2 separate regions of the Neogale vison genome follow, and region 1 is linked to region 2. A link is a contact called in public Hi-C data. All regions are on one chromosome and are shown on one strand. Each heading gives the region's core, a stretch centred on a gene start, on an enhancer-like site or on the middle of the called end of the contact. The rest is flanking DNA. Distances are from core to core; before and after follow the strand shown. Region 1 overlaps WWOX (WW domain-containing oxidoreductase). Region 2 holds the start of MAF (transcription factor Maf).

The links. A called contact is a pair of places that touch in the nucleus more often than the background predicts.
Region 1: a Hi-C map of fibroblasts shows a contact between it and region 2, with 7 times the contacts expected there. The contact joins the enhancer-like site here to the promoter of MAF in region 2. A contact is called at or near these places in 2 of 3 Hi-C or Micro-C datasets (fibroblasts and muscle).

The regions. Positions count from the first base shown.
Region 1 is chr7:8,802,746-8,809,949 of ASM_NN_V1, forward strand. The region is part of intron 8 of WWOX (WW domain-containing oxidoreductase); the gene reads right to left. Among named protein-coding and RNA genes, the nearest start is that of WWOX, 550 kb to the right of the region's middle. Within about 2 kb of position 2,131, the one cell type or tissue checked has open chromatin away from gene starts, as enhancers often do. A contact at or near this core is called in fibroblasts, where this site is marked.
Region 2 is chr7:8,085,900-8,093,151 of ASM_NN_V1, forward strand. It overlaps MAF (transcription factor Maf), which reads left to right and starts at 3,075. Exons shown (of 3, transcript XM_044255681.1): 1 at 3,075-3,931; 2 at 3,933-4,357. The coding sequence starts at 3,236.

The sequences.
Region 1 (7,204 bases), core at 881-3,380, 720 kb after region 2:
CTCTAATAAATAAACAAAATCTGTTAAAAATAATTCTGTGAAATGAAATAAAATAGACACAGTTGGACAATATTGTAGATTCTACTTACAGGAGATACCCAGAATAGACAAATGCACTGAAGCAAAAGGAAGAGGTCAGTGGGACCTCTGGGAGTGGAGAAGGAGGAGCTCTTGTCTAATGGGCACAGAGTTTACGTTTGGGACGATTAAAACAAAACATGGGACGATTGGGATGGTTAAAACAACAACAACAAAAAAAACACAAAAAAACAAGAAACAAAACATTAAGAATAGACAGTGGTTATACAACACTGTGACTAAAATTAATGCCACTGATTTGTACACTTAACAATGCGTAAAATGAAATTTTTGTATTATGTATCTTTTACCACAACAACGGATGCCACATGCAGGCACGCTAACTTCTATGTACCGTCTCATGAAAGAGCTGGAGGCCCTTACCCTGGGCCTGTTTACTCTCATTTTACAAAGAACTCTAACGAATTTGATTAATTAGATTCCTCATCTTAAAGTTCTGGTAAGAGCTCACTCACGAGGCCCCTGCATGTTTTCGTAAGGTTGGCATATGGCTGGGAGGGAGGAAGAAGAGCAGGGCTCTCTGCCAGTCCTGAGTGAGTCAAGTGTATCTGATGAAATCCTTTTTAGAATAGCCTGGGAAATAGTGTTTTTAGAATAGCCTGGAAATAGCCCGGGGTGAGGCATGTCGTCTGTCTAATCTCCTGCACTTGGCATGTGGAGGCTGACCCGGACAGCACCCATCCCATCAACTGTCAGGGTGTGTGTGTGTGTGTGTGTGTGTGTGTGTGTGAACTTCTTGGCCACAGTTGTTACCTACCATGGAAAGGCTTGGAACAAAAAGTTCTGGAGATGTGAAATTTCTGAACAACAACAGCAAGTAAAAAAAATCTCCAACTGGTGACCAGAAGGAGCTCTAAGTAGAATAGAAACAAAAAAGACCCAGCGAGAGCAGCAGGATCAGTGGGAGAGGGACATGAAGCGGAAGGCGGGCTGCGAGGGCTCTCCACGCCGGTCCAGGGGAGTCCCCAGGCCGGCAGGTGGGGCACAGCAGGAGCGTTCAGGCTGTGGTCGTGGTGGCCGGGGCAGGGGCTAGGGCGGTGTCACTCACAGTGGGGACCACCTCCCCCAGAAGCTCGTGAGAAATGCAGGTTTCTCCTACAGAGGGGATGATGCTTTGCTGCTGGTTTCTCTCCCTGTCAGTTCCTTTTTGGGGCCACCGCCAGGGTGAATCCACTAGAAACTCTGCCTGATCTGACTCTGACTTAGAGCCTTCGGTGTTCTCACGTCTCAGTGAGCAGATGTCTATGCCCTCAAGGCACAGCTTAGTATGTGACCACTTGCACGGACGACAGTGAATTCCTTCAGAACGCCGCTGTGTCCCATGGAAGGCCAGTACATCTCTGCTATGAACAACAGCGAGGAACCGCCCACGGGTAGAGTGGCCGCCACTGCGCCCCCCCATGCTGCGGGCGTCACCTCAGTGAACGCGCACGGCCTCCCCAGGTCGGTACTAGTCTTGCCCCCATTTTGCAGCTGGGGGCACTGAGGCTTAGAGAGACTCAAGCAGCTTGTCCAAGGTTACTGCAGGTGAAAGGCAGGAGCCAGGGACCCAAACAGGCAGCACCCTGGGACCCCACGCGGGTGAGTAAAGGATGAGAGGAAAGAACGTCAGGGCAAGAGGGAGGAGGGACGAGGGTGCAGTTTCTGCAGAAGCAGGCAACGGGCTTGTGATCCTCCAAGCCCACTCCCAGAAGGGGCATCTCCCAGCAAGAACGAATTCCCACCCACCAAGAGGACAAGGAGGCCAAGTGGGGCTGGCGGAGCAGGCATCTCGGGTCAAGCTCCCAGAGAAAGTGGCACTTGCCAAGTTCTGATATGACTGAAAGGCAATGCTGGCCGGGCTGGAGGCGGCCCCCCTCCTGCTGGCGGGAGCACGAAGCTATCTAACAACACCCAGCCTCGTTTCGAAACGGGCTGAGGCCGGAAGACCAAAAACACTGTGGCCCCCGTAAACTGCTGAGTGTGGGAGAAGCACAGTGACTTCTCAGCAAAGATGGTGAAATGATTTTTATCCTGGAGCACCAGCTGATCCTACTCACAGTGCCACTTCTGGACTATTTGGAGCAAATATTTCACATACCCTGTGCAGCTGGTGCCACTCCAAGCATGATCTGGGCAGAGGCCCAAACGTACAGTGGGTGGGAGGCAGAGGGAGAGAAGGGCTTCCCTGGCTCCAAGGTGGGAAAGGAAACAGATCAGAGTCTTCGGGTGCTGGGGTGTGCACAATCCCATGGACACCTCCAGAGCACTCGGCGGGACAATTAGAAAGAGGAGAGAAAGCTCCACTACACTAACAATTAAGATTTGGACATGCCATCCCTGAATATTGGGGAAATTAGTCAAAATCAGATGAGTTAAGAGAATAATCAAAAGAAGACAAAAACGCATGGGTACCACAGAACAACTCTGTTGAACAAACACTTAGAAGTACCTACTATGTGCAGGGCGGCGTGCTAGAGGCTGCACGTACTGCCGTGACGGGATAAGGCTTTGCTTCAAAGGCAGCAACTGAGCAATGAGAAATTCTTCGGAAATCAGAGGAACTGGGGCTGAGAAATTTGGAATGGAGACTTCTGCTTGTATTGTACGTGAAAAGAGTTCATGTCCGTCTTCCCAAGCTAGACGATGCTTCCTACAACCTCCCGGAGGCCCGAAGCTGGGCCTAGGCCACCGCATGGTGCGTGGCAAGTACTCCGCAAGTGTCGGCTGGGCTGAATAGGAATGAGTCCACGTGGACATAAACACGCGAGGGCCAGAGGAGAAACCACGGGCAATGCCTGGGATGGCTGAGGACGAACACGGAGCATGCCGGCACGGCTGGGATGCTGGGAAAGCAGGACTTGGAAGGAAATGTGAGGCTTTCTCATAACCGTAGGAATGATGCCCGGTGACAGTGGCTTTCTGGCCCTATAGTACGAGTCCTTCAGGTGGAGAACTGTTTTTTGGAAATTCAGTTTTGTGTCCTCAGAGTCTTTGGTGGACTGGGAATGTTCCATGTGTTTCCCAGATGGCACACTCAGTTGGGCTTCTACACGGGGAGAGCTGTTGCCCCCCCGGTCCCCGCTGCCTGGAAAACCGTTCCCCGCCTTTGTGGTGGTGGTGGTGGTGGTTTGTGGAACATTCAGCCTTCAGTAGCACCTAACATTCATTAAGCTAAGTGCAGTCCATTGGGTCCCTCACGAGTATCATCTTGTTTCATCTGCACAAGAAGGGGGCACTCATATAATCCCCCAGAATGATAATAGTACTTGCTTGTTGTGCAGATATAGAAACTGATACAGAAACTGAGGCCCAGGGAGGTTAAGCGACTTGGCCCACATCACACAGCTGGGAAGTAGCGGAACCAGGACCTGAAACCAGACAGTACGAATCCAGAGCTGTTCTCAACCACAGTGGGCTGCTGCCTCCCACTCAGGTGAAGAGGAAGCTCCAACAGACAGTTTTCCTGGTAAACTGCCCCTCCTCCGTGCTCCGTGAACAGCCCGTGACTACTGTTATTACTGCTCTGCCACTCCCACAGGGTGGGTGGTCTGCGGCCTTACGCTCTGAGTTTCTCATGCCAGGGGTGGGTCTCACTGCCTCTGTGGCCTCACGAGAGGCTCTGTGCGCGGGGATACCCAGTCACTGTCTGCTCAGCTCAGCTGGAGGCGGGGGCGGAGGCACACAGCTTTTCTTAAGCTTTAACTTGCAAGCGAGTCACCTGGAGATTTTGTGAAAATGCAGATTCTGACTCAGCAGCTCTGGGGTCAGCAGGAGGCTCTGCATCCCCAGGGGTGCTGGGCAGGCGTTTGGAGTGGCGATGGGGGAGATGGCAGGGTAGTGACAGAGCTGCCTCGGGCCCCTAACTGAAAAACTCCTGACTCCGTGATCTTGGGCAAATCAATTCATGGCTTGGCCTCAGTTTCCTGATCTGTACACAGAGAACAACTGCGCCCACCTTATAGTGACCAAGGGGGTAAAATCTGAGAACTCTTTAATCTGAGAAATTCTCTTGATATTTATTCATTGACTCATTCTCTTTGTTGGAGTTTCTTGAATCTCTCCTGGATTGTCTTTTGTGTCTTGCATGGCACACGCATGTACACAGGCACGCCCACACGTACACACAAAAATGAAGCAGCAATGACCCCCTTTCAGGTTGGCCTACCCTGACCTTGGCTTTATGGCAGGCTCCCTTCCCTAACTCGGAGGCAGTTGTCTTTCTCCTCACACCAAGGAGGCGGCTATGGGAATTCAGCAAGGAATGTGCGACTTTAAAGGTGATCTTGCGCCACAAAGAGGCTACAGCGCCACCAAACCCAAATCCACAGAGGCCACCAGTGGTTCTTGTTAAAGACCAGATGGGGGGGACCAGATGTCGGGAGGAACCCAAGTGTGTCAGGCCGTCAGCTGTCCCAAACCAACCAACCTCGGCTAGACCGGTGGGAGGCCTGAGGTCAAGAGCTGTGCGCCCACCACAAACCACAGAGAAAGTCCGGGGGTAGCGAGGGGAGAAGGAAAAGCAACAGACCAACCACAGGCTCAGCAGACACACATTTCTCCCTGGTGACAAGAGGCATGTTTGTTGGCCCCGGGGCCGAGAGAGGGCCTTGGACAGGTAAACAAAACGGGATGAAAAATTTAAATGCTAAAGAGTTTGCTCTGAAAACTTGTGTCTTTTAAATTTGTGGGGAAACAGGCTGAGAAAATGCAAACAGATTAGGAAAGACAAGCAGACCGAACTTTTCAAGGGCTTTTCTTTCCGGCCCGTTCTGCTGATGGCCCACTGCACACCGAAGCTGGACACGATGGGTCCCTTACCCCCTTCAGCGGCAGTGTAACAGAAATAGCTGAAAACCTTTTGGGACAGAACAGGAATGTAATCATTGTTGTAAGAACAGCACAAGAAATAAGCCCATGCTAGCATTAGCGTATCATGCTCCCCAAGCTGATACTGGGCCTCCCAGAGTCTCATGGGCTAACTCCAGAACCTGGAGCTTGAGGAGAGCTGTCTGACCCTGAGGTCAGGATCTTGGCTCTTGACCAGACACAAGGGCAACTTCTTGGAGGTGAAATGCAGACACAAGACCCCCATACCACTGTGGGCATTCCCTCCTAACCGTGAGACTGGGGAGAGGGGTATATTAGGCTAAAGAGTGCCTCCTAAAAGGTGTCCGTCCATGTTCTAGTCCCCAGAACTGAAGAATGTGGCACTTTACGGGGCACAAGGGATTTCGTAGATGGGGTAAAGTTAAAGATCTCGAGGTGCACAGATTATCCTAAATTATCCATGTGGGTTCAATGTGATCACAAGAGTCTTTATGAGAGGGAGTGAGCAGGGTCAGCGTCAGAGAGACGTGAAGATGGGAGCAGAGGCTAGAGGAATGTGGCCAGGAGCCAAAGGAAAGTCACTAGCCTCTAGAATCTGGAAGATGGAAAGAATGGATTCTCCCCTACAGCCTCTAGAAGGAAGCACTCTTGCAGATACCTTGATTTTAGCTCCGCTGGATACATTTCAGATGTGTGACCTCCAGAACTATAAGAGAATCAACTTGTGTTGCTTTAAGCCACAAAGTTGGTAGTAATTTGTAACAAGAGCCATAGGAAACTAAGGGTGGGAGCATACAGTCCCAGGCTCAAATTTTAGCTCTGTTTCTTTCAAACGGATGACCGTGGGCCTGTGGCTTAACTTCCTCCCATGTCCATTTTCTTGTCCATAGAATGGGGATTCTGTGGAGGGTTAGTTGGAAGAATCCAGTGAAGACCTGGGTTAGTGCCTGAAATATGGGCAGGCTCCCCGCTGCTCCTAGATGACAAAGTGTGTAAGAAGGTTCAAAACCAAAACCTGAGCCAAAACCAGTGCTGGCTTTGTCTACAACAGGTGTCCACTCTCAGTGACAGTGAGGAAAGAAGGCACAGAGATAAGAATGGAAAACAAACAAACAAACAAACAAACACTCAGATCCTGTCCATTGGGAACACGGAACGTTTTCGTACCCTGGCTCCTAGTTCTATACTTCAGAATCCACTTCTTATCGAGTGGGGCTAAGGGACTAACCTTGTGAGTCCCCTAGCACGCCCACCATCAAACTGCCTTGGCACTTACACGACATGTCAACCAGTTCTCCTGTTCTTAGGACTTCTTCATGTATTCTTCATGCATTTTCCCTTAATCACCACTAAGCATCACGCATGACCTCACTTAAGCGTACTTGGATCAGCCCTCAGAGGGCAACCATATTCAACGTGCACTGTCTTAAATCAAAAGTGGGAATGGGGTGATGCACAGATAGAGGGGTGCACTGCCAGCTCCCAGCAAGAGATAACGGGACCTAGGGACCAACACATCTAACATATGTTCCTGGTTTTATCTGCAGAAGGAGCTTTTCCTTTCTTCTTTGAGAAAGAAAAAATGCACGTCTAGGAAGAAGAGTCTCTCCCAAAACTTGAAAACAGAACCTTCAAATGGTGATGCAAACACAGCAACAAGAAATAGCGTCTTAACAGCACATGTCAATGTCTTACACATATCATTGCCCTTGACTCCCAACATCCTGATGAGTATACACCATCGCCTCCTTTTATCGATGGGCTCAGAATCAGACAGTGAGGAGAAGAGGCAGGATTGGAACCAAGGCCAGAGCTCTGAGCTCCATGCTGCGGGACAGGGAAAGGCAAGATAAGAAGGGAGCCGCATGGCGGATGGCCCCTGTGGAGATGGCACTTAGAATGGTGTTGACAAGCCCGGAGATATCGGCACCACAAGGGAAGCACGCTTAGGGGAAGCCTGTTTCTGATCTGAGGCACGGCACTGCCTACCAACCTACAGGAGATCACAGCTGGCTCGCGGACCCTGTAGCACGTTATTTTGGTGAGACGCTTATTCCTTTTGTCTTGTTCAATCCTTCCAACTGAAGAGAATCTAGGTTTGGCTTGAGTTTATCTTCAATGCCTCTCTGCAAATTCCTTAAGCCCCATTTACATAAAGAGGTTTAGTGTCTTCGCTGGTAATAAAACTACTTGGAATTGATAATATTGTTCTATCTCCACGGTATGTAGTTTTACCCTCATCTATTTTTGGCCAATCATATTGGTTTTCCCTTTATGATGGTGATAGGAGATTTCC
Region 2 (7,252 bases), core at 1,825-4,324:
AAAGTGCTCCCATAAAACCAAAACTATCCTTATAAACAGCTTCTCTGCAGCAATAATGAAAAGGGAAAAGTACTTTTCTGGAAAATACCAATGGCACTGGCCTTTTTAGGGTTATGATGTGCCTACAAACTTTGGGGGGAGCCTTTCATTAGGGACTCTGGGTTTGAAGGCTGCCAGCAGCAGAGAAATTAACACAAGTCTAATCTGGTGTAAGAAGCCAAGGAGTGACACCTAAGGTCTCATTATAAATAGTAAAGTATGCTGTGGGGTGGGCGAGAGCAGTTCTGAAGTGCAATGTTCAAGCAGCTGGCTTAATATATGACTAAGTGTCAGAAGTCAGGTTTTCTGAGAATTACTTTTCAGATAAACAACTTTATAGCACTGCACTTAATCATACTTACTAGAGACATCTCATTTATCACCGAATTACAAGTAACTTTAATTCTATTGATATTGCCATAAAGCCCGTTGAAAATCCATCCTGGCACTTTTAAGGGGTTTAGGGCCCTGTTACAGGGGATTCAATTGCAAAAGTCTCTCATCAGAACCAGACTGCGAAGGCTTCTGTGTCTCGCCTTTTTTGTTAACGAACAAGGGGGACAGAAGGGAAAAAGGATTCCTGCACCTGCCAGCACTGTCCTTAGCACCTTTCCTACAAGGTTGTGTTCTCCCACTGCAGTCAAACTAACTCTCTGTGCCTCGGTACCCCCTCCCACCTTGGAAAACCAGCTTCTTTTCACTTCATCAACAAAACTGGACACGGACCAATTTCAACTGACCTTTGCCGAAAGGTGGCGCTGTTGAGGTAAAAATCCAACAATAGTTCTCACTCGGATTCTTTTGCAGGCTTTTCAGATTTTTTTTTTTTTAAGTGCGCCCTCCTAGCATCTCCCCCTCCCATAAAGTAAAATAAATATGATTAACACCAAATGCATTTCATTAATTGGAGGAATCAACAGTCTCAATATCCAAGTAGGCGGTCTGGTCTTCCAAAACGCTGGGTCGGCTTGGCTCACGCTTGCTTTCCCCCAAATAAATCTCGGTTTCTCCGACTTGCCTATCGCTTTAAAATCTTAGAAACAGTTGTTGGTTCTTTCTTTTCTCTTTCTTTCTTTCCTTTTTCTTTTTTGCATAAGCTTTAAAAGAATCCGTCTAGAAAACTGAATAGTTATTCGCATTTGCAACGGGGAGGGGGAGAAACAGCGCCCCCCACCCAACCCCCACTGTGGGTTTCCGGGCTGGTCCGAGAAACCGCGGTTTAAAACTTAACCCTTCGAGGGGAGCTGGCGAAGGCTGGGGTGTTGTTTCCCCCCAACACATACACCCCTTGCTCCTCTCCACGGCCAAGTCTGAAATACTTAATTGAAATGTGAAAGTGCAAAGCGCGCGCGGGACCGTCCCTGATAAACAGGGGTCAGATTTCATAAGGGGGTGGGTGTGCGTGAGAGAGAGAGAGGAGAGAGAGAGAGGAATATGAATACGAATCTCAAAGGCCAAACTCGGGCCAGTGTCGGAAGCCAGAGGGCTGAGCTGGGCTGACCCGACTCGGAGCTTCCCTGGAGTTAACTCGCGTAGGCGTTCGCTCTCCCCACGCCGCCCTCCCAAGGGCACGCGACGCCAGCCGGCAGCCAGTCCCCGCGCGTAATGGTCCCTGAACAACTTATTTCCCCTCCTTCAAGGAGGGTAGTAAAACGGGCTTTCTCCCCGCGCGGACCCGGAGCCACTCGGGCTGCCCCCGGCGAGGCGGCGTCCTGGGCGCAGTCGGAACCCTGAGCCCCCCCCCACTCCCCGCGCCCCTGCGCCCCTGAGCGCGGGCTCCAGGGAAAGGGACAAAGAGTTTGCGCTCTTTGGCTCAAAGGGCCAAGTTTGAGCTCCCCGCAGCTACGCACCGGGAAGGCAGCGCCCCCCCCGCCCCCCCGCCCCGGGCAGACGCCTTGGTGCCAAAGCTGGAGCGAGGAGAAGCAGCTCCGGAGCGAATTCACAGTCCCGGGGATGGGGGCTGCCCGGGAAGGGGAGTCACGCCAATCCCCGCAGAGCGAGTGGAAGGCAAGCCGGCGCTCCGGAAGGCAGACCTCTCTCGTGCTCCTAAGTAAAGCAATCGCCCTCCCCGTCCTCCCGGGTTCCCGCAGTCCTTCTGGACTACTCCTTCCCCTCTCGCACCAAACTTTGCGCCGGGCTTTGCTCTCTTCCCGGGAGGCTGCGGCGCGGGAAGGGTTAAGCCCTCTCGTCCCAGCTGACAGTCAGCTGATTGGACCCTGATTGACAGCTCCGAAAAGTTTCCTTGTTTCTATCTATTATGCTAATCGCGGCCGCTCACGTCGCCTCCCATTGGCTCGGAGTACCAGTCAATTTCCCATTTGGGCCTGACGTCACAAGTGCTATAAAACTCAGCAATTGCTTTAAACTCTTCTTGCTGGATCAGAGGCTTTAAAATCTTTTTTCATCTTCGAGCTGTAGCTCGGGCTGCTCTTCGGCTCGGCCTCCCCCCCTTTTGCTCTCTGCCTCGCCTTTCCCCAGGACTTCGCTATTTCGCTTTAAAAAAAAAAAAGGCAAGAAAGAACTAAACTCCCCCCTCCCTTTCCTCCAGCCGGGCTGCACCTCTGTCTTGCACTTTGCACGGAGAGCGCGCGCGAGGGAGAGAGAGAGGAAAGAGAAAAATAATAATAATAATAATAAGAGCAGGCAGAAGAGAAGGCGAGAAGCATGAAGTGTTAACTCCCCCGTGCCAAGGCCCGCGCCGCCGGACAGCCGCCCGCCGCGCCTCCAGCCCCGAGCGGCCGCCGCGCGCGCCCCGCCTGCAGCCCGGGCCGGCGAGGCGAGCCCTCCTTATGCAAAGCGCGCAGCGGAGCGGCGAGCGGGGGACGCCGCGCACCCGGCCGGGCTCCTCCGGCTTCGCCGCCGCCGCCGCCACCGCAGCCCGCGGAGGACCTTCCCGAGCCTGAAGCCGCCGGCTCGGCACGCACGGAGGCGAGCAGGCGAGGAGGGGCCGGGGCGAGCGAGCGAGCACATTGGCGTGAGCAGGGGGGAGGGAGGGCGGGCGCGGGGGGCGCGGGCAGGGCGGGGGGTGTGTGCGCGCTCGGAGGTTTCGGGCCAGCCACCGCCGCGCGAGCTAGAAGCGCCCCAGCCCGGCAAGCTGGCTCACCCGCTGGCCACCCAGCACAGCCCGCTGGCCCCTCTCCTGCAGCCCATCTGGCGGAGCGGCGGCGGCGGCGGCGGCGGCGGCGGCGGCAGGAGAATGGCATCAGAACTGGCAATGAGCAACTCCGACCTGCCCACCAGTCCCCTGGCCATGGAATATGTTAATGACTTCGATCTGATGAAGTTTGAAGTGAAAAAGGAACCGGTGGAGACCGACCGCATCATCAGCCAGTGCGGCCGTCTCATCGCCGGGGGCTCGCTGTCCTCCACCCCCATGAGCACGCCGTGCAGCTCGGTGCCCCCTTCCCCCAGCTTCTCGGCGCCCAGCCCGGGCTCGGGCAGCGAGCAGAAGGCGCACCTGGAAGACTACTACTGGATGACCGGCTACCCGCAGCAGCTGAACCCGGAGGCGCTGGGCTTCAGCCCCGAGGACGCGGTCGAGGCGCTCATCAGCAACAGCCACCAGCTCCAGGGCGGCTTCGATGGCTACGCGCGCGGGGCGCAGCAGCTGGCCTCGGCGGCCGGGGCCGGCGCCGGCGCCTCCCTGGGCGGCAGCGGCGAGGAGATGGGCCCCGCCGCCGCCGTGGTGTCCGCCGTGATCGCCGCGGCCGCCGCGCAGAGCGGCGCGGGCCCGCACTACCACCACCACCACCACCACCACGCCGCCGGCCACCACCACCACCCGACGGCCGGCGCGCCCGGCGCCGCGGGCAGCGCGTCAGCCTCGGCCGGTGGCGCGGGCGGCACGGGCGGCGGTGGCCCGGCCAGCGCCGGGGGCGGCGGCGGCGGCGGCGGGCGGCGGAGGCGGCGGGGGCGCGGCGGGGGCGGGGGGCGCCCTGCACCCGCACCACGCCGCGGGCGGCCTGCACTTCGACGACCGCTTCTCCGACGAGCAGCTGGTGACCATGTCGGTGCGCGAGCTGAACCGGCAGCTGCGCGGGGTCAGCAAGGAGGAGGTGATCCGGCTGAAGCAGAAGAGGCGGACCCTGAAAAACCGTGGCTATGCCCAGTCCTGCCGCTTCAAGAGGGTGCAGCAGAGACACGTCCTGGAGTCCGAGAAGAACCAGCTGCTGCAGCAGGTCGACCACCTCAAGCAGGAGATCTCCAGGCTGGTGCGCGAGAGGGACGCGTACAAGGAGAAATACGAGAAGTTGGTGAGCAGCGGCTTCCGAGAAAACGGCTCCAGCAGCGACAACCCGTCCTCTCCCGAGTTTTTCATGTGAGTCTGACACGCGATCCCACAGCTAGCCACCTTGATAAGTGCTCCGTGGGGGTCCGACTCGGGTGTGGGCTTGCTAGTTCCAGAGCCGTGCTCGCCGCCACCTCGCCCCCTCCCCTGCTGAGATTGCCCGATGCCCCTGCACACACACACACACACACACACACGCGCGCGCGCGCGCACAGACACACAACACACACGCACACGCACACACACACACACACACACGCACACCCTGCTCCAAGTTGGCGGTGGTGGTGGCTGTTTTTAAATGGGGAGGGAGTGAATGTCTGGCTCATGGATTGCCAATTCTGAAATTCTCCATAACTTGCTAGCTTGTTTTTATTTACACCTCCCCTACACACACACACACACACACACAATGTTCAAAGATCTCAGCAGAGTTCTTCATGCTCACCTTTGAAGCCTGCATCATTCACAGTGTTTTGTTTTGTTTTGTTTTTTTTCTCCTTCAGTTCATGGGCTGGTGTTCATTTTCTGTGTGTGTGTGTGTGTTTTATTTTGTTTGGATTTTTTTTTTTTTAATTTTACTTTTTGGAGCTTGCTGTGTTGGCCTTTTCCCCAACCTTCACCTTCACGCCCTCTTCACCCATCTCCCCACGAGATAAAAGAAAAACAAAAAAAAAAGCTAAGTTTTTTTTTTCTCCTCCTGAGTTCTTCATGTGAGATTGAGCTTGCAAAGAAAAAAAAAATGTGAAATGTTATAGACTTGCAGCGCGCTGAGTTCCTTCGGGGTTTTTAGCATTGTTATGCTAAACTAGAGAAAAAAAAAATCCTCATGAACCTGCCACAATCAAGCCTGCATCAACCTTCTGGGTGTGACTTGTGAGTTTTGGCCTTATCATGCCAAATCTGAGAGTTTAGTCTGCCATTAAAAAACTCATTCTCATCTCATGCATTATTATGCTTGCTACTTTGTCTTAGCAACAATGAACTATAACTGTTTCAAAGACTTTATGGAAAAGAGACATTATATTAATAAAAAAAAAAGCCTGCATGCTGGACATGTATGGTATAATTATTTTTTTTTCTTTTTTTTTTTCTTTTGGCTTGGAAATGGACGTTCGAAGACGTATGGCATGGCATTCATACTTTTGTTTTAATTGCCTCATGACTTTTTTGAGTTCAGAACAAAAAAGTGCCACCCTAGAGCCTTCTTCCCATGAAAGTTTGCATCTGCTCCAAAACTGCTTTGAGTTACTGAGAACTTCAGCCTCCCATTGTAAATGCACTGAAGGCATTCCTTGTCAAAGATGCCAGAATGGGTTAAAAATTTAACATGGCAAACATTAAAAGAACTCTTAATGTTTTCTTTTTAATAAGAATGACACCCCACTTTGGGGACTAAAATTGTGCTGTTGTGGAAAGCAGTCTAAATTTATTTTTTAAGAAAAAAAGAAATCTGCCCCATTATTTTTGGTTTGTTTTATTTTTATTATTATTATTATTTTTTTTTTTGGCTTTTGGTCATTGTCAAATGTGGAATGCTATGGGTTCCTAGTATATAATTTAATTCTAGTTTTTATAATCTGTTAGCCCAGTTAAAATGTATGCTACAGATAAAGGAATGTTATAGATAAATTTGAAAGAGTTAGGTCTGTTTAGCTGTAGATTTTTTAAAAGATTGATGCACTAAATTGTTTACTGTTGTGATGTTAAGGGGGGTAGAGTTTGCAAGGGGACTGTTTAAAAAAAAAGTAGCTTATACAGCATGTGCTTGCAACTTAAATATAAGTTGGGTATGTGTAGTCTTTGCTATACCACTGACTGTATTGAAAACCAAAGTATTAAAGGGGAAACACCCCTGTTTATATCTGTAGGGGTATTTTACATTCAAAATGTATGTTTTTTTTTTCAAATTTAAAGTATTTGGGACTGAATTGCACTAAGATATAACCTGCAAGCATATAATACAAAAAAAATTTGCAAAACTGTTTAGAACGCTAATAAAATTTATGCAGTTATAAAAATGGCATTACTGCACAGTTTTAAGATGATGCAGATTTTTTTACAGTTGTATTGTGGTGCAGAACTGGATTTTCTGTAACTTAAAAAAAATCCACAGTTTTAAAGGCAATAATCAGTTAAATGTTATTTTCAGGGACTGACATCCTGTCTTTAAAAAAAAAAAAATGAAAAGTAAATCTTACCACAATAAATATAAAAAAATCTTGTCAGTTACTTTTCTTTTACATATTTTGCTGTGCAAAATTGTTTTATATCTTGAGTTACTAACTAACCACGCGTGATGTTCCTATGTGCTTTTCTTTCATTTTCAATTCTGGTTATATCAAGAGAAAGAATAATCTACAATAATAAACTGCATTTTTTTTTTGATTCTGTGCTCAGTTTCTTAGTGTACAATTTAACTGGGCCCAAAACTGCATTAGAAGTGTAAGATGCATCCTTTTCTCCAGAGGCAGGATTCATGGAGGTGTAGGGAGGCAGTAATTCAGGGCGAAACATAGGCAGTTTTGTGAGGTGGGAGGCCATCCCTTTGAATAATTAGAAATATTTAATATAAATGCAAATTATGACCTCTCAAAATGCAGTCCCCCCCCCCCACAAGCCCCCCCTTCCATGCAAAGTTTTCAGTTTTCAAGTGAGTTGAGACATCATTGCCCTCTGGTGAAAACAAACAAACAAAATCCCAACCAGAGTAGGGCCTGCTCGGCAAGCATTGCCCTTGGCTCCTGGTCCAGCCCAGCAGCAAGCCCATCTAGAGGGAAATGGGCCCGGCAAAGAAGTCATGGCAGGAGGTGGCTTGGGCCCATACGCATTTCATGGTAAAGATAAACAATTCTTGCCTTTTGGCTAGAATTGATTATTTTTCCTTCTTCCCTTACACACCATGATTTTCTGGTTAGCAGGGCC